Regions from separate parts of the Drosophila melanogaster genome. Here region 1 is linked to region 2. A link is a contact called in public Hi-C data. All regions are on one chromosome and are shown on one strand. Each heading gives the region's core, a stretch centred on a gene start, on an enhancer-like site or on the middle of the called end of the contact. The rest is flanking DNA. Distances are from core to core; before and after follow the strand shown.

Region 1 (6,261 bases), core at 1,459-3,958, 350 kb after region 2:
ATTTGGCCACCAAACAATCCTTGACTCGCTCATGGACACCAATCCATCCTGCTTCCCTAAGCCCTACATCCTCACCCTAGCAATTACGCGGTGATATTGAATAAAGGACTATTTAACTGATACCATCTAGCAGCACTTACCTTTGATTTGTGGATATGCTGGTGCTTGTAGTCCGAGTCGAACTCCGGCTCGCTGAAGTAGCTCTGATCCTGATCCCAATTGGCCTGCGCCTGCGGCAGGGGTTGGGGTATTCCAGGGCCGCCGGGCAGAATCTGGGGCGGGGCTGCCACCTCAGTGGACTCAAAGAGACGCAGCACGGAGCGATCCCTGATCTCGCGCAGATGCGAGCGCACGTCCTCCAGCTCGTAGAACATATCCTTGCTGGCATCGTGAATGTAAATCTTCACATTGGGCCCCTCCAGATATGACATGGTCAACTGGCGCGGAAACGAGCGTACGAACAGGGCGCGCACCGTATCAATCGAAGTGATCTCGTTGGGCAGCAGGGCGCGCTTCGTCTCCGAGCGGTACTGCAGAAAGACCAGGCCCAGCGGTCGTTCCAGAGTTTTCGAGGGCGTGCGTACCACGGGGAGCGAGGAGCGCTGCTTGCCGCCCCTCCGGAATCCGGTGCTGGCCGTTTCCACCTCCGACATGATGCCGGGATCGTCGTCGAACAGCGGTCCCTGGTTAACAGGCGCATAACCGCGCATCGGCTGGTTCTTTTTGTTCTTCTGCGCGCGCGTACTCATCTAAGAAGGGACAAGAATCAGAAACTGATGGTAGAAACGAGTTGAGATGGGAGATGGAGCTCACCTCCAGATCCATGGCCCGCTGTTGCTGGGGCGCCATCTGATGGGCGTGTGGATGCTGCGAGCCGTAGACCAGCATATCGCCGCCGAGCGTATGTCGTCGTGGATCGTCGCGTCGCATGGCTCGTCGTCTTTCGTCGCCACCTGGGGAAACACATAGACACTGAGGATGGGGCTACAGATCCGTGGACGTCTTTGGTCCTTAACATACCCTGTTCATTCGACGGAAGCCGTCCCGACTTTGCCTCATTCTGCCAGTCTTCTTCTGAAAGAGAGGGAGCTGGAGTTAGGCTCATTTCATTTCGCTTCCTTCCGATTTATGGATTCCGATTACTTACCGCCCTCTCTACCCTTGCGCTTCTTCTTCGACGAGGAGCTGCTGCTGCCGCCGACGCTCTGGTTGGAGGAGGCGCTCTTGTCCTTACTCTTCCAACGGATCAACATCCTGCAGCCGTTTGAGATGTGCGGAGCTCAGTGGCTATGTTGCAGCTGCAGAAAATGAGAGACAACGGGGCGTATGGGTAACGTGAAAATGTCCTTATTTTTTTGGTCTTTGTTTACGTTTGGTACCGGCAACAACACGCTAAACCGCACACACACAACATGCAACTTTGGTGTAGATAAACCATGTATCCTCGCACATTCTTTAACAGGGTGTGGTGGAATGGAGTGGAGCCTCGCAGTGGCAGTGCCAGTGCTCAATGCAAAAAGTATGCAACGGAGTGCGCAAACTCTGCTCTGCAACACGGAATGGAGCAAGAAAGCAGGACAGAGCGGAAGGCGTGACTGGAGCTGGATCTGGAACTGCATGCGGATCTGGATCGGGACCCCAGAAATGCGGCTGGCAGAACAGACAATAGTGTTGGCCGAATACAATTGTTCATCGCAGTTGCCATTAAGATGCCATTTGCTGAGAGAACACGAATCACTTTCGAATTTGTTTTGCATATGTAAACGTTTTTGGAGTTGGAAGTTGCTTTAAACAAGGCATGTCAAGTTATTTTGGCTGCATGTACATGTTTATCTCGAGCAAGAAATCCGAGGAAGGGGCACCAAAAGGAAACGGACGCAGAGATGGGTACACACGAAACATGGTATACTTTTCAGTGCAGCACTTCACGGGTTTTAGTATGCCTTTGCCTTTGCCAGTGCCAGTGCCTGGGAATATGTACACAGCCACCCACATTCACTGCCCATCGGCATTATTGCGGGCCACTAAAGGAATTTTTGATTAGTTTTAGGTGCGGTGCCCCGGCCCGTTTTTTCCCAGCCGCCATTAATTGTGTCAGTTGCGTCCAGTTTCCAGGGCACGAGTGCACATTAAACACGGTGGAGGGGAGCTCGTGTCTGTTGACTTTTCCACACACGTCAGCGGTCAGTTGGCTGGATTCCTTTGGGTTTTCATGGGGGATCTCGTCCTAGCTGTACCTTGTATACCTATGCACCTTTGGGGGTGTGTGGGCGGTTCACCGGCGATGTTTCTGGCATTTTCTCAAACCGCACTTGCCTTGCCGATTCAGGAAGGTTTCACAATTAACGGGTCTAGGTGCTCATAGCTCGAGGAGCTCACCGATTTAGCCGTGTCCTTAGGATAAAGATTCGATTCAATTCGCTTCGCTTTGCACTCGTCACTACACAGCTTTCTGGAGTCAGGACACGGCACTCGTCCACCGACGCAGCATAACGCCAGAAGAGCAGAAATATTTCTGGTATATCTACACCGGAAAGCGTTTCCGCCCTAGCCGAACGAGGACTGCGTGCTTGCACGGCGCATGCGTTACCAATCGAGTGTTCCCGGACCAGCGAAGTTCCCTGGCATCCAGCCGTCAGAGGTCCTGGCATCCCTGCATTCCGACGCTGCTCTGTTGTGTGTGTTTACCTGGTGCCGGGGCAATCGAGTAATTTTCTTGGCGGTTGAGCGCATGTGGCTATCGAATGGCTCCAATCGATTACTGGGCGGAAGGCCTTTAAAAACAGGTGACGAAACACATGCTTGTCCTGCGCCGGCTTGTTTATCCGGGAGTAGCCAGGATTCCAGCGGATGTCTGGGCCCGCAGCCACGCCCTGGTGGAGTTTCCCGGCCAGTGGCCTCGCTGTGAGCAGCACCAGTTTGAATCGGACATGCGGGTCATCAGGGACTTCATCACTGCGAAGGAGGAGCAACTACTGATGCGGGAAATCGAGCCTCACATCAGCCGCTTGCCGTACGAGTTGAGCCACTGTGATGACGTGGGTGGGTATATATAGAGACTATATAGTATCGGATTTCTGGCTAAACTTCTTAAACTTCGCAGGCAGATACCGCGAAGTTGAACGCCGAAAGTGGACTCCCCAAAACCAGGCCACGCTGGATCACGTCTCGTGAGTTTCCTTCGGTGAGCAGGTCATGCCCTTCGTGCACATCCTGGACTTGGCTGACTCTGGCGCGATCAAGCCGCACGTGGACAACACTCGAGTGAGTTTGGCCACAGAAGATGCAACTCGATTTCATTTTCATTTACGATTGTATTCGACAGTTTTGCGGCAACACCACTGCGGGCATTAGCATGCTCAGCGACTGAAGCGCGTGACCAAGGATCCCATGACTTTGTCAGCCACTCTGAGGATCTGCTCCTGCCGCAACTCTCGCTCTATATTAAGAGTGCCCTAGCGCGATACGAGTTCACCCACGAAATCCTGGCCAGAGATCAGTCGTGGTTCAAGGAGCGCTTGGTCGAAACGAACCTTGATGGCATACGCATAGTTTCCTTTTCTCACAGCTGGTGTACATGTATATATATATATATATACAATGAAAATTTATTCCGGTTTGGTGATCAGCTAATGTAATACAGACGGCGGACTGCGACGGATTACACGACGTGATTCAGCCATGTAATATATGATACACTAAATCAAATGTACATATACATAGTATATCTTAAGCTAGCTACTTGTACTTTATAAATATTGGGCTCACCTTTCTCACTCGCTTCAAATTTTCTACTCCCTCTTATAATCTTTTGAAATTTGTGTTTTTTGCTCAACAATGTATATGGGTTGATGCTTTTCTACTTTCATTTGTACGTTGTCGTCTCGTTTCATTTAAAGCTTAAAATATGAGAATGACAGAGACAGGGAGATTAATGGGCAACTGAGTGAGATGGAGAGAAGGTGCTTGGGAAAGGGGAAGGATACAAAAATCGACCGGACAAGGACTAGTCCTGGATTCAAGGATAACTGGGAAATAGTGATGTGTTGTCGCTAAACCTACGTTCATATTTGCACTTCTAGCCACTGCTAGTTAAAGTCTATGCCGTGCTTCCGGCTCGGGGAATGATATTATGGCGATGGGGACTCGGTTCTGGCGGGTCATCGGTCATCAGTCATCCAGCTCATCCCAGTTTTCGGCGCCGCGGCAGCTGCAGCGGCAAGGCAACAACGGAAGCAGACGAGGTCGGATTTGCTGCCATCACCGGAAGGGCAAGAGCCACTGGAGCTGCGAGTCCGCCGCCGACGTACTGCAGATGCTGCACCACCGAGAGCTGTGGCTGCTGCTGCTTGAGCAGCTTGGCGGCAGCGTGTGCCTCCGCCGCAGCCACCACGACGGGGTGCACCGGTTCGGTGCCGACTCCTCCGTTGACATGTGGACCGGTGCTTTCGCAATCGTCTTCGTCTGAGATCAGTGATATGCTGAGGTCGCTGGACAGTTTTAGGGAGATGGGCGTGGGCGGCGAGGGAGCCACCAAGGGCGCCACTTTGGCGCGCAATGCCGGTGACAGTTTCTGCAGCTGCTCCGGCATCAGGTCGTTCGTGTATTCCGGCACTCCACTAAAAGCCAGGCCTTCGCGTAGTTTGCTCAGCGAGAGTTCGTAAATACGGTTTGCGATGACCGTGTGAACGGTCGTCTCGTCCGGCAGCGTGGCTGTGATGCCTCCGCCCACGTCCACCTCCAGAAAACAGCCCGTTTCATTGCCGCCCTCTCCGCCTTCGGCGGTGGCGAATCCATTGCTGGCCGCCGTCGACGCTCGACACGGCTTGGGGTGACCTGACACCCGCGTCAGGCAGTTGGCAGTGGTGGAGGTGCGCGGCACCAACGAAACAGTTACCTCTTCGATGGTCTCCGACTGTGTGAGCGGTGCGAGCGGTGGCGGTGAGCGCATGGAGAGCTGGGAGCGCACTCTTGCCGTGCTGCTGGGTTCCTGCTCGTTGTGCTCGTCATCGCTGGTTATCAGGATGCTGTCGGTCACTGGGTATGAGTGGGTGGCAGCTCTGCGCGGCGCCTGCCTTCTGCCCGTTCTATGTGCTCGGTGCCCTGGGGCAGGAATCAGGAGGCGATTGTGGCCAGCTGCAGCGGGCTGTCCGGCCGATGGGGTCTCATCGTCATCCGACAGCAGGTCGATGGTCACGTCCGGCTGCAAAGTGGAGGCGACATGGCGCCGCTGCAGATGGGACAGCTGCCGGTCAGTCTTGGAGGCGAGAGCCACTTGGTCGCGCATCCGGGCCATGCAGATCCGCTGGTGCTCAAGCAGGCGTTCCATCCACCGACAGCGGCGCCGCTTGAGACGACGGTTGTCGAACAGCCGGGGCGATATGTAGAATGGTTCGGAATGTTTCTGGTTCATGTCTATAGGCGGCAGGAGAAGAGTTAGTCTGTGACGCCTGGTCGGCCACTGGTGGGCACCTATTTACCGAGTGTGTGGACTCGTCTTCTAGCGGTGGCGGTGCCTGCCACGGGTTGTCAAGGGTCATGGGCTCGGGCCCGTGGGGCTCCTCCTCCTCCTCCTCTTGCTGTTCCACTGGCGGCGAGTACAGTTAGATCCACTGCTGCAACTTGCATAATTGCGTGGCGGCGCAGGGGGATTTCCTTGAGAGGAGCGGAGGCGCGGGACTAGGCGCTGCGCCTCCCGCCGCTGGACATGCCGAGATGCGAGCGGGGCCGAGATGGTTGTTTTTTCGCGCGGCAGCTGCTTAATTTGTGCTTTTGTTGTACTTTAGAGTTCTGTTTATAAAACTGCATCGATAAGCGACCACACATCGATAACGCTTCTCTCGATAGTCCACGCTGCGTGCAACCGTGCACGTCGACTGGCCAAACAGTATCTGTCGGTAGTTATCGATAATGCATTCGCCACTTGGGCGCGCTATTTAAAATCAGCTAGAGAAAATAATGAAGCTTCGAAGCAAAGGACAGAAGGATACAAGTGCTTTGGATCACCAGCAAATCCAGCGACTTGGACACCAGGTAGCCCCGATAAAATTCCTATTAAGTAAAACACTCTTATCTCAAGACAAAGCACTCAAGCTAATTTTGGCACCACCCACAATTTTGAGAAGCACTCAATCGGCGCCGGCGCTCTGTTTTCAGAAGCTTTCACTCACATCTGGGAGAGCTTTCACTCCACATCCGTACGAGGACCGGAACGATAGGGAAGACACCGACTCCAGCTGGAGTCAGTTGGCAGATCGTCGC
Region 2 (6,631 bases), core at 60-2,559:
CCTGCTTCGCCGTCGATTATTGGGACTGCTCGTCGGAACTGAGCTGCCTGATCCGCGCAGCTGCTTTAGTTCGGAGCGCGTAGCAGCCTTGATGCTCTGCACCTGCTGCCGCACAGAGGCACTCTTGTAGGTTATGGCTGGTGTGGGAGGAGTTGAGCTGGACGTTGCTCCCGCCTCCTTCTGTTCGAAGAGATCGCTCACTTCGACCATGCGCGGCTTGAAGAACATGTTCGGCCGGATGACGGCCTTTTCGGGATGCTTAAACAGGTTCAACAGGCCGCAGGAGAGCTCCTGGCCGTCGCCCTCCGGAACGGAGGCATTCTCCACCTCCGACTCCAGAACCCAAGCCGCGTTCCGCACCTCGATGCGCAGTCGTTCACACTCCTCCAGGCTAACATTTTTGCTCACATTTAGCAACTGCTCCAGTGGGTTTACGATGTACATGGCCGAGTGATCCGGCTTGGACAGCGGCTTTCCCTCGTTCAAAGATATCGCACGGTTGTGGAAGTCGAACTGCGAGTAGAACTCGAAGAACTGCAGCAACAACTCGCTCAGCGAGCTTTGGTTTCGACTCCTGAAGCCCAGACGATCCACATTCCGGGTGAAGGTGCAGTTGATCCCGTCCTCGGTGACCCGCGAGTCCCCTGGCTCCGCCGCCTTGGCCAGCGCTCCAATTGTGGGAAGGATGGGCTGGCGCAGCTGCTGCAGGAAGAACATGACCAGGCAGGTGAGCGAGAAGTTGCTGATCCAGCGACCAGGCGAGGGATTCGTGAGGCCGCAGGTCTGCGCCCAGCGCCGAATGGTAAAGGTCAACGGCCGTACGCGCGGATCCATTTCACCGAACATGTAAAGCAGTTCCGACATATAAAAGCCAGTGCTGGAAGAGGGATTGCGTTTAAAACCATCTTCTTAAAACATATTTAATGCCAACATGCAATACTGATCGCCCCAAAGGCGGGAAGGTAAAAACGGGCGTGGCCTCGTTTAATGAGACAACCAGCGGTGTGTAGCCCGCTGACCCCCACCAATGGCCGGATATGCGTGCAGCGGGTACTTATCAGGGGCGGATGAATGGGATGTGAATCATGGCCATCGGCACGCCAGGGAAGTCAGTGCCGCGGAGAGAACTGATTCACCTGCTCACCTGCGGGAGAGCAGCGTACCATTTACACATATACACGACATTTGGCAATCGCCACCTGCCGCTATCTTATCTTATCGAGCTGATGAAGCTTTCTTATCTAAGGCCGCTCTCCCTCCCCTGCCTGACTGTACGGCCCCACTAGCCTGGATGTTGTCACCGCCGCGTATCTCAGCCGAGCCGCAAGTCTGGTCAAAACGATTTCAACGAACGAGCCCAACGGACATCTGTTTCTAGTCCGCCACTGAGCTAGCTATTTTTTTCTTCCGACCCCACGAGAATCGACCCAAGCAAGGTGAATCCTAGTAAAAAGTGCCTACAAATTCCCATTTCTACGAAATGATAAATGGATGGTCCATTTTTTTTAAGTGCTATTGAAGAAGTGTTGAATTTCGGTATGGGTACCACACCCAAAAGACAGTTTCCCAATGGATAAACGTATCTACACAAAACGTCTTACAAAAGTTGATTTTAAGTGATGCTTGGAGGATGTTACTCAGGTGCACAGGGATACGCCCGCAGCTCCAGTACCTGGCCCATTTCAATACTCTTGAATAGTTTGGTGTTGCAATTGCTCGTATTAATCATCTAGTGCGTGGCTGATAACGCTATTTGCTAAACACAGCTCCGATAAGGCCAACGATGATACAGTGAACGGCGGGAAAGGGCGGGGAGAATCAACCATAAATGCCAAGCAACATCGTGATTAATAGGCGCGACCAGGGCGAGCTTTTGGTATGTGACTCAATGGAGCTCCTCGAAAATGAGCAAGGATCAATGCACCGTCTAAATAGTGCTTCTATCAAGTAGCGCCTCCTTTGTCCTGGGTTTTCAGATCACGCACTTGTCATCATCCACCTAATGATCCTTCTCTTGCCTTGCAGCTTCCGAAACGATGGGCATCGGCTATGGAGCCTCCGACGAGCAGCTGGAGAAGCAAATTGGCTGCGTGAAATACACGCTATTTTGCTTCAACATCGTGGCCTGGATGATATCCACAGCGCTGTTCGCCCTAACCGTCTGGTTGAGGGCTGAGCCCGGCTTCAACGACTGGCTGCGCATCCTGGAGGCACAGTCCTTCTACATCGGCGTGTACGTGCTCATCGGCATCAGCATTGTAATGATGGCCGTCAGCTTCCTCGGCTGCCTGAGCGCGCTCATGGAGAACACCCTGGCTCTGTTTGTGTTCGTGGGCACCCAGGTCTTTGGGTTCATCGCCATTGTGGCCGGGTCGGCGGTCCTATTGCAGTTCAGCACTATCAACTCGAGCCTGCAGCCGCTGCTGAATGTATCGCTGCGCGGCTTTGTGGCCACATCGGAGTATACGTACTCGAACTACGTGCTGACCATGATTCAGGAGAACATAGGTTGTTGCGGGGCCACCGGGCCATGGGATTATCTCGACCTGCGCCAGCCACTGCCAAGCTCCTGCCGCGACACCGTCAGCGGCAACGCCTTCTTCAACGGATGCGTGGACGAGCTGACCTGGTTCTTCGAGGGCAAAACCGGCTGGATTGTGGCTCTGGCCATGACGCTCGGCCTGCTCAACGTCATCTGCGCGGTGATGAGCTTTGTGCTTGTGCAGGCGGTCAAAAAGGAGGAGGAACAGGCCAGCAACTACCGCCGCTGAAGACCAGCCTCGTTAATTTAGTTAGTAGCGACAAGTGACCCTTCGATAGATCTAAGAATTCATACCCAGTTCGAACAATAAGTACAATAAAGATTGCGACCCTCACAAGGAAAGGTGTCTCAGCGGACGGGAATCACAGATTGCTTGCCAACAGACAGACGAATGGTGGTATAAGCAGGCACACAGCACTTAGCACATAGCACTTACAGGTTACTCATGGAGAGGTCCACCTCCAGGTCCAGATGCTCATGGTGGTACTTGATGATGGGCACCCTCGCCTGCAAAATACGTCTCACATGGCACACGCCGGGCAGGAACAGATGCAGCATATCTCCAAAACATTCCATGTGCCTTTGCGTCTGCGAGCGTCCGTTGCTCAGGTTCTCCTTGGTGTGGTACACGAGTCGCGAGGGCACCGCCGCCTCCAGTGGGATCTTAGCTCCCATATCGCTGTCAAAGCGCAGGATGAGGTCCAGGTCGCAGCCCATTCGCCCAAATCCGTTGACCGACGAGCCAAAGGGCTGTGCCTGGGCGGCGGGAAACATGCCGGCAATGGCCTGCTGCACCTGTAGGGCGGCTAGAAAGCGCATACGGATTCCCAGCTCATTCAGGCGCGTGTGCTCGTACAGCTGCTGCACCTGCTCTTCGATGTCCGCTGCACCACGTAAGAGCCCCAGTAGGTGGCGCTGATCCACCTGCCGGGTGCCGTCCAAGGATAGCAGTGCGGGCGCTGTATTGGCAACTAGCTTGGGGCTCCGTCTGCCTCCTCCCGCTGCCCGGAACCACAGAAAGGGAGATCGCACGGGCACGCCGCTCAGCTCGCCATTGGTAACGCCCGCTCCGATGGCAGCCGCCGCCTCGTCCGACGTGGCGTACTCCAGCAGGATGTAGTGCAGGGTCTCGTCCTGCCGCACGCAGTAGTGGTGGGCACCCATGATCGAGCCGAAGCTGCTGCAGTAGTTATACAACTCCTCATACGACTTTTCGGAGCTCACCTGGACCACAATGCTGCACTGGGCCTGTCGCTGATGACGGCCAATGAACTCCTCGTAGTTGGGCCTGCCTGTTGGCGAACATGGACAGTGGTAGTAATATTAAACAGAACAGATCTCGGCCAGAATCGGCTCACCTGCGTTCCGTCCGGGAGAAGCCGCCTCTGAAGCATTGTGCTTTATGCAATATGTACGCCAGAGGCTCAGCTGCTGGGCGCTGCGTCGCACTAAGCTGTTCATGGCGGGCTTGGGGTGTGGGCAGGTCAAGTCCTAGGCCCACTTGGTGTGGGTGATTTCGGATCTGGAATTTAACCGAATATTGTTGGGCTGTATTTTTGAGGTTAGGTCGAGTTGGTTATCGGTCGCGTTCGCTGGGTGTGCAGCCCTGGTCCCAAAACCGTGGCTTATTTTAGCATTCTTAAGAGTTAGATGATAACAAAACATATCATTTTGCCATCCTAAGCACATTATAGCTCCACTTTCATTTAGGCAATCACCATTAGTGCAGAGGTTTTTGCAATGCCAATCTTCCAAAAGAAGCTTATGCATCCCTGAAAATCTATCGATTACTCTAGGTGGCGCCAAACTCAAAAGTTTGTAATTTCATAAACTTTTTATTTCACGTCCCAGTTATTGTGTTATTATTGTTATTATTACATGCGGGTTTTGCCGTGGGATGAACGGGCTTCGTAAAACTAGGTTTAATTAGACTAAACACGTACAAAAGGGACACGATTGGGTATATTTTTTAAATATACGTTAGTTAGTCATCTTCCTAACACTCCTGGATCGGTTACATTAGTCAATCAACGTGAGGTGTATATATCGGATATATGCGAGTGATATATATACATATATTGGGTGTATATAGAGTGCGGTTATTGCTGATATCGTATGCCGAGTGAGTGTACGCGGGTACAGGTTTATATATATTATCAATTAGGACTGTTATTGTCCACCGACATGGTAATACAGGATTATAGCTTAGCTTAGGTGTTGTTTGTGTTATGTGGCTCATTCTTGTGTTCTGTAACAATTTCATTGTGCTCTGTGTGCTGTGTGTGTTGTCGTCTTAAATGCAAGGCGCCAAATCATCGAGTTTGATTTCTGGTTTTGGTTTCACTTATTATCTCAGTATCACATATGTCTCCTCGAAATGCGTTCTGTTTTGTGTGCGGAACACTGGAAACATATCCATTTAGCAACAACTTATTCGCTCTCAACTAAGGAGTAATCGTTGAAGAACTACGAGAGCAAGGAACACATCGAAAGAATGCGAAGCTTAAGAATTAATACATTAGAATTAATAATTAGAAAGTGCTCTGAGTTGTTGTGTGAGTGTCCTCTGAAGTTGGGTGTGTGCGTGTGGGCGAGGCGTGGACACGGGGATGGACACGGTGGTAAACGCTGGACTGGACAGCTGTGGTCAGAATGGAGCCTCCGCAACTGAAATGTGCTCTGATTTGGCTGACCTCCGAACGTTTTAACAACTAGTAAAAAGCTAAAAATCAATACACTATCAACATTTTCTTATCTAAGCACTACATCGTGGGAGAGTCCCAGTTAAAATGCGTCACAGACTCCAAATTTTGTTAAAGCAAAACGAACTAAGACCGAGTTTGGAATACTACCATCGTGACCTCAGCTGTCGCTATCCTAACTATACATCAAATACATTCGTACAGATTTACAAACACACATAGGGTTAAGTTTAGTTCGGCTGCCTCGCCGGCTCTACTTCACTTTAGTTAAACGTAGTACTGCTTAGCGGTAGAGAAATGCACTCGACTATTGCTTTCCACAGCCACGCCGCCTGCCCCGTTGCCCGGCCCGCATACAGGTGAACCTGTGCTCTAGACCCTGGACTCGGTCTAGATGTCATCTATGAGGCGACCCTCGATAACGGACGAGTGGTGGTAGTTGGGCCGCGGACGGAAGTCCTCGTTCTGCTCGTTGAGCTGCGTGGGTGAGAGATCAACGCCTGGGCACGAGGGTGTCACGACTATCTGCTCGTACTCGTTCATCCGTTTGCTGTGCATCAAATGGAGCGAGATGGCAGTTAGTTGGATACTTCAGAAGCGCCAAGCAAACTCACCCGAAGCACCGGAATATGACGCTCTTCAGCCAGGCGAAGAAGTTAAACTCCGCAGTGAGACCCGGCTTCACGGCCGGATTGGCTGTGCCCACATAGAACCATACGACGAACACCACCAAGAAGCAGGTGAGGGCGTAGTACCAGTTGACTAGCAGCATAACCAGCAGTTTAGTGAAGGCCTGTGTGAAAGTCATAAATGAGTAAGCTTTCCGGAGAAGCGTCGTCTCCTTTATGCAGACGTACCCCCAGCAGAGAGGCCCAGCGATTACAGTAGCCGGAGTACCAGTTTTTCGTCTTGGAGTGGATGGGCGGACGGATCGGGGCTATCGGTTCGGCCTCGTCGCCCTGGTCCTGTTCGACGCCGGCCTGCGCGACTGCCTGCTCCACGGCCAGTGTGGTGTCCGCCTCGTGCCCCGTTCTCCGTTCCGAAGACTGGGCCTGGTTGGAGGTGCTGGGACCCTCGTTGTCAAACTCCAGGGGCACTGTTTGGTGCAGCGGTGAGTTCTGCGGACTCTGCAGGTTCTTGTGGCGCACCCGATCAGGGAACAGGAGGTCCAGGTCGTTGCCCGTGTCCGAAACACTGCCGTAACGGCGCGTCTCGTAGCTGGGACTCGACGCCTGGATGCGGAAACGCTCCTCGCGCTGCTCCTGAATGTCGAAGGTCTGGGCCAGCGCAAAGTAGGCGTAGTCGATACAGGCATATGTGAGCAGGAAGGGCATGGTCACGATCGGCGCCAAGAAGTTGATGTCTCCCACGATAATGAAGGTGACAG

The links. Hi-C and Micro-C count contacts between places; a contact is called where the count stands out from the background.
Region 1: a Hi-C map of the Kc167 cell line shows a contact between it and region 2, with 2.0 times the contacts expected there. The contact joins the promoter of CG32809 here to the promoter of Tsp2A in region 2. A contact is called at or near these places in 21 of 107 Hi-C or Micro-C datasets (the Clone 8 cell line, the D17-c3 cell line, the Kc167 cell line and 7 more).

Annotation. Positions count from the first base shown.
Region 1 is chrX:1,690,060-1,696,320 of dm6, forward strand. It overlaps CG32809, which reads right to left and starts at 2,709. Exons shown (of 15, transcript NM_001272211.3): 1 at 2,380-2,709; 2 at 1,148-1,298; 3 at 1,021-1,071; 4 at 814-953; 5 at 141-749. The coding sequence starts at 1,253. a6 (a6,) reads right to left here and starts at 5,830. Exons shown (of 2, transcript NM_057961.5): 1 at 5,481-5,830; 2 at 3,556-5,415. The coding sequence starts at 5,413. The coding sequence ends at 4,184. It overlaps b6, which reads left to right. Exons shown (of 5, transcript NM_058017.5): 5 at 1-128. It also overlaps the pseudogene CR14798.
Region 2 is chrX:1,345,244-1,351,874 of dm6, forward strand. It overlaps Tsp2A (Tetraspanin 2A), which reads left to right and starts at 1,310. Exons shown (of 2, transcript NM_080298.4): 1 at 1,310-1,436; 2 at 2,026-2,900. The coding sequence starts at 2,037. The coding sequence ends at 2,771. MTPAP (mitochondrial poly(A) polymerase) reads right to left here and starts at 4,114. Exons shown (of 3, transcript NM_130548.3): 1 at 3,901-4,114; 2 at 2,979-3,834; 3 at 1-877. The coding sequence starts at 4,003. CG12773 reads right to left here. Exons shown (of 7, transcript NM_001297844.1): 5 at 6,102-6,631; 6 at 5,859-6,037; 7 at 4,380-5,794. The coding sequence ends at 5,635.